2 separate regions of the Mus musculus genome follow, and region 1 is linked to region 2. A link is a contact called in public HiChIP or PLAC-seq data. All regions are on one chromosome and are shown on one strand. The core of a region is the stretch at or near the end of the contact, and the rest is flanking DNA. Distances in the headings are between cores, read along the strand shown.

What was found. HiChIP or PLAC-seq counts read pairs in DNA pulled down with a chosen protein or histone mark.
Region 1: a contact with region 2 is called in an H3K27ac HiChIP or PLAC-seq map of oligodendrocyte precursor cells, with 4 times the contacts expected there. The contact joins two enhancer-like sites. A contact is called at or near these places in 4 of 484 Hi-C or Micro-C datasets (B cells, CD8 T cells, Th1 cells and 1 more) and 4 of 115 datasets of contacts at active chromatin or transcription factors (CD8 T cells, embryonic stem cells and oligodendrocyte precursor cells).

The regions. Positions count from the first base shown.
Region 1 is chr4:32,429,506-32,436,853 of GRCm38.p6, reverse strand. All of the region lies in intron 1 of Bach2 (BTB and CNC homology, basic leucine zipper transcription factor 2), which reads right to left. Among named protein-coding and RNA genes, the nearest start is that of Bach2, 16 kb to the right of the region's middle. Within about 2 kb of position 5,608, at least 66 of the 459 cell types and tissues checked have an H3K27ac peak or open chromatin away from gene starts, as enhancers often do. A contact at or near this core is called in oligodendrocyte precursor cells, where this site is marked.
Region 2 is chr4:32,349,474-32,355,992 of GRCm38.p6, reverse strand. It overlaps a transcript of Bach2 not described here. Among named protein-coding and RNA genes, the nearest start is that of Bach2, 65 kb to the left of the region's middle. Within about 2 kb of position 4,507, at least 121 of the 459 cell types and tissues checked have an H3K27ac peak or open chromatin away from gene starts, as enhancers often do. A contact at or near this core is called in oligodendrocyte precursor cells, where this site is marked.

The sequences.
Region 1 (7,348 bases), core at 4,359-6,858, 80 kb before region 2:
TCTTGCTTAGACTAAAAACGTTGGCTTGAAGATGGTTCAGTGTACAAAGATGCCTGCTGCTGAGCCTGGCGACCTTAGTTCTAGCTCCAGGTTCCGCTGAGTTCTCCTCTGACCTCCGCATGCACACCTACAACACCCCACCCCCATGGAGAGAGGGGTGAGGGGAGTTAGAAGGAGGGAGGAAGGGACGAAGGGAAGGAGGGAGGGAGGGAGGGAGGGAGGGAGGGAGAGAGGGAGAGAGAGACAGAGACACACACACACACAGAGAGAGAGAGAGAGAGAGAGAGAGAGAGAGAGAGAGAGAAAGGACACACACACACATAACCATGCAAAATAAGACAAATATGTAGGGGGTGGAGCCATGGCTCAGTGGTTAAGAGCACTTGCTGCCCCTCTAGAGGACCCAGGTTTGATTATACATTCAATTAAAAAATTAATACAATAGAATAAAAGAGTTACCGAGAGTCATTTGACATGCTGGGGTCATCAGAACAATCTTACACGGAAAGAAGACGCGGCCAAGAGAGAAGTCAGAGAAATAAAGAAAGAAGGATTGGGATGAGATGGAAGTAGAGAGGGAAGGAGTGAAGGAGGAGAGATGTGGCCAGTGCTGGGCTGAGATAACAGGTAGCAGCAGAGAGGCCGCACACTGCAGGTCACTGGCAGGTCCCAGGGAATGCTGGGAACACCTCTGTTCCCAGAAGCCAACACTCCCAGGAACCTACTCTGCAGCGGGTATGCAGCTGGGAGTCTCTTGTTCTTCCTCTGTAGGGCTGAGGACTGAACCAGGAGGGCCTTATCCATCTCCAAGCTGGGGACTTTTCTACATGACACTGTTTCATCACCGCAATCCCTACACACAGGAGTTCTTCTGTCCACTGTACTGGTGACAGATGGGTTCTGAGGTGGCCCCTTCACGGAGTTCATTAACCCTCATGGCAACTCCCAGGAGGTGAACAATAGTGTGTGTATTTTCCTGGACAGAATGGAGGGTTCAAGTGTTGAGGAGCTGCTCTCAGTCCCATCGAGCAAGGAGCCAGGAGGCATGCGCACTGTGGCTGGATTGAGTGCTGATCTGTCTCACAGTACCCTCATCGGGAAAGGAAGTCTTCCATCACATCCCAACCTCTAGCCTGCAGCTTGTGGATGGATATGTTTTAGACAAACTGATACAACATGGAAGTCAGGAGTGTGTTCCATCCCGGCTGGGAGGCTGCATGGAACAGGGACACTCCATCTTAGCAGTGTTAGGTTATCTGATTTGTGCCTCCCCCACAGCCCAGAAATTTATATTCTCAAACCCCATAGAAACCCTAAAACATAAACTCTCTTTCTAGAAACGAGAGCCACTGTTACCAAAGAAAGTCATCGGTTCCAGAGTAGGCTAGCTTTACAAGCAAACCAATCATGTTCTAACCCAAAATCTCCTCTGTATCATGCCCATCTCTTAAGCAAGTCTGTCATTTATCTAAACACAGCCACTGTGGCTTCCGTCCTCTCCCTCTTCCCCAGGCGCAGTCCTTCATCCCTGCACTGTGCACTGCATGTAGCGCTCACATGTGTGTATGTCCCTCTCTAATGTATGGTCATAATATCCTTAGTGTAACCTGAGGACTGTGGACCACATATTACTGCTTGGTCTCTGGAGCTTCCTGGTCACAGTTAAGATGCTATCTTCTTTTCCCCAGAGAAAACTCCATAAAGGATACTTTGTAGAATACTATGACCAACTCTGATAAAGCCAGACAAGCAGTCTGCTAGGGACTTGGTGATGGGCAGGAGGAAGAAAACAATATGTTGATTAAGACATTGGTTATTAGACAAAACCCCAGTGGGAGGTATAGGGTACTTCCTTAGTTGTTGATCAGAGGGATCCCTGGGGCCCTTGTCATTCCTCTTGGGTGCCCACCAGAAGCAGATGGTTCGACCCTATTGCTGAGGACATCACACATTTTGATTGCAAAAACAGAGAGAAATCCAGCTGGAACTGAACTGGAAGCTTCCTTCCTGCTGGCTAGTAGAGTGCTGCCAGGGGAAGAAAGTCACCACTGGTCTTACCTAACTGTGAACCTCTGAACTATATTACCAACATGCTAGGCAAGATATGCCCACCATTGCAACAGTGGTGTAATTGTTTTAGGGATAGCCAGCTACTTTCTGATTGGGTTTGAGTGCCTCCCTGTAGGAGGAATTCATACTTAGTTCTACAAACCTCATCAAACTCCATGATTATGGCAGTCATAGACCCAGTAGGGGAACTTTCTTTGCTAACTGAGCACAGTGTCAAACTGCATGGTTTTGTTTGTTTGTTTGTTTGTTTTTGTTTTTGTTTTTCGAGACAGGATTTCTCTGTATAGCCCTGGCAGTCCTGGAACTCACTTTGTAGACCAGGCTAGCCTCGAACTCAGAAATATGCCTGCCTCTGCCTCCCGAGTGCTGGGATTAAAGGCGTGTGTCACCACACCTGGCTGTTCAAACTGAACTCCCAACATTTATGTTTACATCCACAGATTAGCGTTGCTCTAAGCCTTGTTCAGAGAAGCTTCTATTCACATGGGTGACAGTTAACGCAGGGACCCATCACTGGTCAATGTGCTGAGAACGAGTGATTGTTGAATGTTCAGCTAAGTGGGAGATGTGTATCAATCCCTCTGAAGCCCAGAGAATGCCAAGAAAGAGGAAGCAGAAAGAAAGTAAGAGTTGGAAGATGCCAAGAGTACTATAGGTGTTGTCTAGGGGACAGGACATGGCCATCGCACCTATGGACTCAAAGCAGCAGTGGCTGCCCTCGTAGAGCTGGGCCCACCAGTTAGTTCTCCATCATGGATCCGAGAGAGGCTCATAAGGCCTCGCCACTCTCAAAGGAGATGTAATAAGCTAAAGGATACAGAGAGATGGCAATCATATTCCTCTGTGAATGAGCCTGGCACACTGCTCTTGTGCAAGCAAATGACCTCACTCATGTTCACCTCTAATTAAATGCAGTGCGTCTTACACGCACACAAAAGCATGAAAGCAGGAGGGGGGCCTGAGGAGAAGAAGGGATTTGGTGATGGGAGAAGGCATTAAGAGAGGGTTAACTGGGGAGGGAGGGCAGTTGAGCAAAGAACACTATATACATGTATAAAATTATAAAAGAATAAATTTAAAGATGCTTCTTAGAGGAGATAACATTCAAAATAGGAGTCAGGCAGGTGGAGAGAGCACACAATCTTCCCAGGCAGATGGAAAGGGTTTGGCAAAGACGAGCGGGGATGAGAAAATATGGTGGCACTGCTTTTACTTGTTGGTTCGTTCTCTCGGTTCTCCTGGACTTAACTTTGGGATCTTCTTCTGTCGGGCATGGGCACGTTGCAGTCACTTCTGAGAGAAGTCTGCGCTGTGTGGAGCTGACAGTCCTGTGTAACTTTTACTTGTGCAATTGCACACTAAGTGACAAACGCTGGACCGGAGAGTGAGTGTCAGACCTACTCTGTGCTACCTGGATGCATGCCCACTGCAGTAAACGTCACCTTAGGCACTGGATGGTGGTGAAGAGGGATTCAGAGTCATAACCCAATGCTCTGTGGGGCTGGAGGTCCACTTTTATGGCGGTCCTGTCCCTCTATTCAGCTGGATCTGACATAGAGAAATTCAGGATTTTCCAAAAGTGGGTCAAAGGCAAAGCCATCTCAGGAGCGTTCCCCCCACCCCCCCAGCTTGGAGAACGTCAGGCTTGGAGCCTCCCCTTTGTGTTCTGAGAGCTGCACAATGGGATAAAGCATGTTCAGTCATTTCCCTGCGCCTGCCCCTTCTCCGCCTGCCCCTTCTCTGCCTGCCCCTCTGCAGTCAGTCAAGCCCACCTGTTATATGAAAGAGTGAACGTGTGTTCACTCTGCCTTTAAGCCTCTGACAGGTGAACAGAGAAAAACACCTCTTAGTGGAGGGAACAGAACTTTCGGTAAAGAACCCTAAACATCCCTCCAGAAAGTCCCAAACAGCCCTGAAAAGTGAGACTAAAACTACTAAAAGCTGACAGAGGGTAGCAAGCATTTCTTCCAACCCACATTTGTCCTTCTAAAAAAAGCCAACTAACTACTGAAAAAAAAATCCCCCAAATGTATGAAATCTAACATCATTATCATATTTCCTGTCCTCACGTAGCTTATAAAAATGTGTCTGAGCTTCTCCCTGGCTCCTTTACAAGGATGAGAAAGAATAAAAAGGAAGTGCCACAGATGGCGGGCGGGAGGGAGGGAGGGAGGGAGGGGGCACTTCCAAGCTCTCCGTAATTTGTCTCCGAGGTAATTTATCTTGCTTGGGTGAGATTTCGGATTTTCTCAGATGTGCCAGTGGCTGGTGCCTCATGAGCCATGCCCCCGAGGCGCTTTCAGGTGATGAGAAATGTTTACTGCTATTTCTGTTGTTTCTCAAAGAGATCACCTTGGCTTCTCTCCGACCCTCCCCAAAGTGACTCTGCAAGGATCTGATCTGATCCTGATTTAGAGCTGACAGGTGGTACATGCATAATTAAAGATGACCTAACACAGAATGCGCTCACTCCTGGCATATTATCAGACACTTAAGCAAAGCAATTATCAGGAGGCGATCCTTCCTGTCAACAGAGATAGAGATGAAACATTTCTTCAATTAGGAGGATTCTGCAATGGTGCTGTATACAGTGATCTGCAAACACATCAAATTGGCAATTTTAATAGTTTAATCCTACATTTATATCGTGACAGAACACCTCTGGCCAGTCAACATATGCACCGCGCCCTCCACCATCACGGAAAGTCATATATTCAACATCAAAACGGAAACAATTCCAGGGTTCTGCCAGAGATACTGGTGTGAGCTAACAAGGGTATATGTCTATATACCAAGCCTCCCTTAAAGGCTCAATGCAAAAACAAAACCAAAAAATATTAAATTAAATGAATCCAAACGAAACTAAATTCAAAGCAGGGCTCCTCTTTTCCCATGCTTCAACAGTGACAAGGTGTTCCGAGGATTATTATCAAGCCTCAGAGCCTCATTAGGAATCTAAGCAACCGAAGGGATCCCTTTTTTCATTTGGAAGAAATAAATATTATTCAAAGAATGAAGAGGGGTGGGCGAGCTGCTCAATATGGGGCCTGGTAGCAGCCCTAACAATGTGAGTTCAATCCCCATGACATACAGGAGAAGGACACAACTGACTCCTGCAAGTTGTCTTCTGACCTCGCTATACGTGTTCAGTGACATGTGCATGTGTGTGCACAACACACACACACACACACACACACACAAAATATAAAAAGAAAATTCAAAGAAAGAAGGCTTTTACCAAACAGATGGAGTTTCTACTTCAGGTAAGGAGGGGAGGGGGAGGGGACTGCAATTCAATGGAGCACTGTGATTTCTATAAATTACAGTGTGTATTTTATATAAAGGAACACACTTTAGCGTTCCTTAGGACAGAAACTGCTTGGATGCTATTGTGAGACAAGTGACTTTCCTCTCCTAAATGGCTGTCAAGAAGGTATTGAAACCCGTGCAGAAACTGCCTTCCCCGAGACAGAGGACTTCACAATGTCTGCAGTGCATAGTTCACCACATCTCACAAGAGGGCTTATTGTTTAAATGCTTTCGTCCTTAGGTCACCTCTGAACAATGACTTCACTGTCCTCTGGAACATGGCTATGGGCTCTGGTGGGGGACTCTGTTGTTTGCATTCTTTTTCTCATCTGCAGCAGTGGGAGCCCAGGAACACAGCAGTGCAAGGCAGCAGTGGTCAGCTGCCAACACTGGCGTGACAATGTGGGTAAGTTGCTGCCGTGGACAGGCTGACTTCTGACGATGAATCCAGGTCTGCAGCAAGCGCTGCTAATGCAGACTTCAGAGGACAGCTGAGGAGTAGGTGAGCCATCACGGCAACAGGACTCACTGCCTTGCAAGATGCGCCTGACTCAGAAGCCAGTCCATTCAGAATATGAGGGAAGAAAACACCAGGCGTCCTTGGGGAAAACAGAATCAGGTGGCAGGTAGAGGGATCGTTCCTTAATGGAGCTTCAGCAGGACAAAAAGCCCAGCCTCGTTATAGTTCTGGGAACTAAGAATAGCTTCTGAATGAGTGCTCGCAATCCTCCACAGACCCGTTCCTCCTTAGGAGAGCCCCCTGCTCCCTTTCCAATTTGGACGCAAGAAGAAGAAGGAGGAGGAGGAAGAGGAGGAGGAGGAGGAGGAGGAGGAGGAAGAAGAAGAAGAAGAAGAAGAAGAAGAACAACAACAACAACAACAACAACAACAACAACACTGGTAGGGCAGTTGGAACAAAGGAGGCTCTTCAGAATGGAGGGAGGCTCCAAACATTTTAGATGCTGTCAAAGCTCTTTCACCAGGGTTCAGCTCACAGGAGCTCAGAGCTGTAGTTCGGGTAGCAGGCTGTCATGGAGAAGCCAGGGGAAAAACGTCACGTAGTAACTTTGTAGTAAACACCAAGACACACATACAATTCCCCTACTGATGTTGTGGAGCACACAAGTGAAATGCGATGGAAACGGGGACATGCCAGTGCAGGCGAGGCTGACTTCCCACGGCTGATGAGTAAGCGCTCAGTGAGCTCAGGCTTCACATGGACACCGTGTGAAGCTTTTACGCAGATGTCACTTCAGAATCCCAGACTGACACCCATACCTATGCATTAGTGGGGATGGAACCTAGGGCCTTGCATGTCCTGCGTAAGCACTCTACCTCTGAGCTGCACCAGAGCGTCTTGAAGTAATTTAAAGGTGGGTATACTTAAATAAATTAGAAAATATGTCATTTTCTCTTCTCCTGCCCTCAAACCTAGTTTTCCAAGTAAGGTGGCTTTCCTAAATCCCATGATTAAATGAATAAAGTCTATACAGGCACAAAACGCAGATGAAATTCCACCTCTGACACAGCATTATTTTGGAAAGACTAAAACTCAAGCCTGAGTGCCACCTCTGATGTCCAATGTGCCCTGTGTTAGGAAGATGGCGGAACACCTGCCATGTAACCCGTGTGGAGATAACCTGCAGAGTCCATGTTCTCCATGCAGCGTGTCCCCCAAGAGGCTGTTTAGGGGTGTCTCAAGAAGGATAAGGTGTGACACATGGCTGAGAAAGCCACCCTGATGTTTCAGACTACTCTCTCTGGGACAATTTACTTCCTAGCCAAGGAGTGAGTGACTGATTCTAGAGTCCCTGTGATTGGCTTCTTCAGGGACTGACTGGCATCCCAGCCAGACAAAAGGAGACCAGCGCATGTTTCAGTAAGTGAGGAGAGGAGATGGCGTCATCACTGATGTTTCATCTCTTCTCCCAGTTCCTGCCCAGAAACGCTAAGACAGATCAACTCTCAG
Region 2 (6,519 bases), core at 3,258-5,757:
CAGTGTTCTCATAGATCAGATAGTGTGTTAATTGGATGAAGGTCTGAGAATAAAAGTGAAGGTTGAAAGAAATCAAGTTCCTACTTATTCCAAAAAACCAGAGACCAGAACTTGTAGCATTCGAATGGGTTTTATTTCCGAAGGAAGAGAGTCAAGAACCACCATGGTTTTCTGTGCTTAGACACCAGGCAAGGGAACTACCTATTCAAGATGGTCCCCATTCCTGTGCCTTTAGGGAGTCTTGTTCTAACCATGTCACATTAAATTTCTGTAATTGCAGCCAATCACTGGAATACACCTCAGGAATCTAAATACATCCAGTGTTCTGTTAGGAGACCTGGATCTTTAAAAATGACAAAGAAAATGATGATAGTCAACATAACAAAAACTGATGTAACGTTCATATTCTCCTAAGCCCCTGAGAAATTCTGTTGCTTCTCCTGAGTACAAGTCACAAGGCAGGAGACACTCTCCTCTGTCCCTACAGCCACCTAAGACGATGCTGATAAACTCAGACTTTAGCAGGATTCTCCAATGCGGATCCCCAGGGAACCATCTCGAGCAAGAGGGGCACAGGAAGACTTTCTCAGCGCCAAAATTCTCTACACAAAGAGCTGAGGCCTTTTCTGTGGCAGATCGTGGATGGACAGATGGACAGACCACAGCAGCCCTCTGTTTCCCTTCTGAGAAGGGTGGGACCAGTGGGTGGGTCTGCGTAGAGAGAACCAGGTAAGGGTGAGGAAGTGAAGTGTATACCCGAATTCCTGTAGTCAGCCTGCTTTGAAGCCTATCCACTAGCTTTAATTTCAATTTAGAGTCAACTGGGCCTCTGAAGGAGTCCACTCATCTTTTCATGATCAACTGGGTGGGCATTTGGTTTTAGAGATTTTGGAGCACAATTTTAAAAGGAAAACTTATAAAATGTTAAATGTCTTTTTGTTGTCCGTGTGTGCACATTTGCATGCATGGGTGCATGTGCAGGCGAGCTTGGATGCATGCAAGCACACACATGCTGAATCCAGAAGCTGATATTAACTGTCCTGTCTATTAATCTGCATCCCTAATAATGAAGCAGGGCCTCTCACTTGAACTTGGAGCTTGAGGACTGGGCTACCCAAGCAAGCCTGGTCACTCCAGGGATCCCTGTCTCTAGGATTAGAGCTGAGTTGCCATGACTGTTGGGTCTGCATGCAGCTGGGGCGCCGCATCCAGCTTTACACCCTCCCGCCAAGTGCCTTGCCCACTGAGACATCTTGTCAGCTCTGTGCATAAACTGAGAAAAGGTGGATATTCATCTTCTTAAAAAAAGGGGGGGGGCAGTGCATATAGCATCCTGTGAAATGCCCACGCCCACAAACGCTTATGTGCTCAGGACGTTCCAGAGATGAAGCTGTACAAGGCTGTACAAGATGGCTCATCTCCTAAAGGGCTGAAAAGAGATGAAGCTGTACAAGATGGCTCATCTCCTAAAGGGCTGAAAAGGGGCTTCAGAGCTTTCTTAAAACGGAAACATTTCCAAGATATACACATAGCTTCCATGTTCTAAGCCTAAAACACATAACACATTTCCTTCTTGAGACAGAACTGAAAATATCAGCTTAGGAGTCAATTAAATATTTAAAGAGATGCATATTTGGTCAGAGATGGAAACACAGATGCTGGGGACTGCAGAGGAAAAGATCTTGCTTGATCTTTATCCTGAAGTTTGTCCTTCCAAAAGCATCCCCAACGTCAACTCCTGTCTTGGGTCATTTGTCTCATCTTACGGAGGTAGAATGGAATTGCAGTACAGGGTGAAGTGTGTGTGTGTGTGTGTGTGTGTGTGTGTGTGTGTGTGTGATGGGGCAGGGTCTCAGGTAGCCGAGGTTGGCCTTGAAAATGACCATTGATAACTCTGTCTTTGTGTGTATCTGTCTGTTTCTTTCTGTACGTGTGTGTGTCTATATCTCTGTATGTATGTCTCCATGTGCATTCATGTGGTGCATAGGTGTGTGTGTGTGGTGAGGTAAGGTGTCAGGAAGTCAAGGTTGGCCATAAAAATGACCTTGGATAAGCCCCTTTCTGTCTTTGTGTGTGTCTGTCTCTCTGTACTTATGTGTGTGTCTGTGTTTGTCTATCTGTATGTATATGTCTGTCTGTGTCTCAGTGTGTGCTCTCTCTGTGTGCATGCACATGAGGTGCATCTGTGTGTGTGTTTGTGTGTGTCTCTCTGTACATATGTGTGTGTGTCTGTGTTTGTCTATCTGTATGTATATGTTTGTCTGTGTCTCAGTGTGTGCTCTCTCTGTGTGCATGCACATGAGGTGCATCTGTGTGTATGTGTGTGTCTCTCTGTGCATATGTGTGTGTATGTATGTGTCTGTGTTTGTCTAATCTCTCTGTTTGTATATGTCTCTGTGTGTATCAGTGTGTGCTCTCTCTGTGTTCATGCACATGAGGTGCATCTCTCTGTGTGTGTGCGTGTGTGTGTGTGTGCGTGTGTGATGGCCAGAGTTTAACAGTGTCATGTGCTGTCTTCACTGCTTGCCCTCTTTAATTTTCTTTTTAGAGACAGGGTTGCTCACTGAGTTAGCCAGACTGACTGGGCAGCAGGCCCCAGGGATCTCTCCCTTTCTCTGACCCTGACACAGGGCTTATAGGCTCATGTTACCATGCTTAGCTTTTAAGGATCTTGGAGACTTGAACTCAGCTCTTAGGCTTACATGGACAGCTAGCAACATGTAATTAAGCTACCTCCCTGGACCCAGACCTTGGCTCTCTGCCTCTCATTACAGGCATGTTCCACTCACACTGAGTTTGTTTGGTAATGGGATCAAATGATGAGCTTTGTCATGCTCAGACAGCACTGTACCACTGAGCTACATCCTTGTTCTCCAGTGCAACCTGTGGAGGAGGGTCCTGTTTAGATAAGCCTGGAATGAGCCAAAAGGAGAAGTTTCCTAGCAACGGCTTTCCTCTTTCCTGTGTGGCCACTCTCAAATGCTGCTCTGAGCAACCGCTAGCTCCTGCTGCAGTTCCTGAACTGGAGGCTCTGCGCACTTCTGGCCAGCACAGACTCAGCCAGCTTTCTCACTGGCCTTGCACTTACTCCGTGGTTGGGAAGGAGGGACATCTTTGGCTGGTTCACAACCCTGAGCACCAATGACTGAATTCCCCAATGCAGTCCTTGGTTTGGCTGAGGTAATCTCAAACACTCTCAAGGGAAAGGAATCAATATAATGTCTTGTAAGGGGCAGCTTGGCATGCACACCCTCCATCTGGATAATACAGGCATTAGAAAGTCCCTGTTCTTTGATCCTGGGAATCGTTTTCCAGGGGTGTAGCCCATGGAACTGCCGGATACTGGCTATCTAAACAAGCAGGCTGTGCGAGGAGTCTGACCAGACCTCCGACGAAAGGGGAAGAGCGGCAAGTCCTTAGAGGGCTGGCTTAAAAATATGGAAGGTCAAGTAAAAGCAAATTGTTTATTACAAAATTTAAATAATATTCTATACGACTTCCATAATATGTGAAGCAAACGGCAAATAATAAATTCAAAACTGTGTGTGGGTGTCCATGGGATGGAACACACATTACAGGTTCCCAAATAACGTGTAAATCTCTTAGAGTACCAGTAAGTACTTAACAGTGCCTGTGTTATAATACAAGTGCTCAATGGTGCTATTTGTTTGTTAGGTCATTTGACCCCAGACAATATAACTATTTATGGACTAATGACTTAGTCACTGTTGGACAAACACTTATACAGTAAAAAGCACTACTTTTATTTCCTTCTTAAATAACCTTGTAAAAACGTATTACGAGATCATCTCTGTATCTCTTAGTATTGCAGAACATCAGGCTGTGGCGTCAGCATAGACCCCACCACCCTCCCTTCCTGTTCTCACTTTAGCATTGAGATGAGGTCATCAAGAGAACGTGGTGCAGTTGAATGCTGATGTAGTAGGACCTGCTTCCGGCTAATACTGGCACAGGGCTCTACAGGCGTGTCCCCCACGATGGACAATGTATGCCGCCAACTCTGGAGCTGCCCTCGGACTTAACACGCTGTCCCAGAGCCCCTCGGCACACGGGTTGGGAAACACAGATAAATAACAAAACGAGTTAACAGTTGCTTTCTCGCAGACTATTGGTTAACTTAAAAAACAACAACAGAAAAGGTTTACAGAATCCTTTCCGAAGAAGCGTCTGTTGGTTTTTACAATTCAAACCCGAGACAGTGACTGGCAGCTTCCCAGAAACCCTTTGTCCTTACAGGAAGGTGGATATTTTGTTCCCCATCAAGTTCGCTCCCTGAAACAAAAATCTCAGGATAGACAGTAAGCAAGGAAACATCTTGGGTAATGCTTTCACTACTAAAAAAGCAAAACCCATAAAAAGCACAGTTCTCATGAATAAACCACCCACAACTCTTCCTGTTCAGAGTCCTGTCTGATCCTTACCCAGGTCAGATCAATGAAGTCACCAGTGCCGCTAACCCAGACATTCACCCTACTTCCTGCGGGGAGCCACTACCATTGTTCAACAATAAACTCTCTGTCCCCCTCCGACGTGCTGTACAGAGCACAGTTGTGCCCTCGTGGGAACTGAGCTATAAATGGCCCTTCGCTATTGGTCTGCAGAGCTGTGGTCGCCAGGTTAACGGTGGTCCTTTAGAAACGGTGCCTGCTGCTTGTCACCCCAGGACTCGCTGCTCCCTTTGTTCTCTGCTGCTTCCTTCTGACCTGTTTGTCAGTTTTTGTACTAAAGGAATGAATAGCCTATTATATCTTCACCAGTTGGGACTTTCAGAACCAATACAGTGAGTTGAGTATAACAGACAATTAGGCCCTTAGGGTATTTAGTGGTTGGTGAATATTTTGTTTGTCTCTGGGTTTGTGGAGGTTGAGGGGTAGAAATGAGTATTTTCCTATTTAATGCTAGCTTTTTAAACTCAAGGAATCTTTAATTTTGTTACCATAAAGTTGGTGTTTTACTGAAATTGATACTTTATTTAATTGGTGTGTGTGTGTGTGTGTGTGTGTGTGTGTGTGTGTGTGTGTTTGTGGGGTGTGGGGGGTGTAGTGTATGTACCTAAAGTCAATATCGGGTATCTTTTCTCAATCTCTTTACACCTTATTTCTGAGACAGGGTCTCTCACTGAACCTGAAGCGTTATCAATTTGGGTAGAGTGGCCTGTGAATGAACTTCAAGGACCTGCCTGTGTCTGCACCCTCGGGGGTAGATTAGACACATACCCACCACTTTTCCATGAGTTCTAGGTCTTCATGCTTGTGTGGCAAACATTTTACCCTCTGAGCCATCTTCTCAGTGTCTTATTGTGTTTTCAGTAGAGATGCCCAGAGATCTATAAAAACACTCACTGTTTCAATCTATTAACTTCTACAAATGGACATATTAATCTCTACTTTAAGTTAGAATTAATTACGGTGTAGTGATACAATGTTTACTTAACAGTTTGGATGCATCTTAATATAAGCAGAGCTCCAATCAGTCTTAGAGCTGTTCTTTAAAATATGAAAAAAATAACTCCCATCTTCCTGTGAGTGTTCGACTGCTCCCAGTTACATTCATCACACTTGCCAGAATTTTTATCTTGTTATCTGTCTATCTCCTTAACTAGGATTAAGCTCAACAAGGGTAGGCATCTGTAATTCATGATTTATCTGTTCCCCAAAACCTAAAGATAAAGAACTCCATCAGCATTTCTTGAAAAGCAAGTGAATGGGTGGGAGCTTTATTCTTAACGATTTTAGTTATATGCTACTTTTCTTTTAACTTTTGTATTTGGGTGTTTTGCCTGGATGTACGTCTGTATGACTGGCGGTCGGAAGAAGGCATTGGATCCCCCTGGGGTTAGAGTTATAAATACTTGTGAGTTGCCATGCAGGTGCTGGGAATCAGGTTCTGGTCCTCTGCAAGGACAAGTGTTCCTAACTCCTGGGCCAGCTCTCCAGCCCTTATAGATTTTTTTATAACACTGCTTCAGTGGATCAAAAACGAACACAAAGTCCTCTAAAAGTAAATATTAATAGTTATGAAAACCACTTTAAATGCCAGAAACCAATACTGTATCATATTTTAGAACTTTTCAGACTTGGGGACATCTGTGTGATCTTGGACATTTAACCATCCCTAATTGTAGAAATCCCAGACCCAAAATTCTCTAAAACTCGAAAATTTCTTAGTGGCCATACTGAAGCATCTCAGAGTTTTGATTTCTAGTCAAGGATGTGCTAGCTGTCCTTAAGTGAGAATCAGTCTCCTGTGCCATTAAGGCAATGTCACGGAACTAAAAAATAACCATGAAAAAGATCTAAGTCAGCCATTATCATTTCCCATTTGGATAGTTCAGCTCTGAAATCAGGAGGACTTCTACTGTCAGGATGTGGTATACGCACAAAGGGCCCTGAAAGACACCAGCGTGAGCTGGAGGCAAGGGATGGTTCAACTCTAAGATAATAACAACTGTCAGAAGGGACAAGAAAGCTAGAACACAGGGTTCAGTTAACCCTGAAG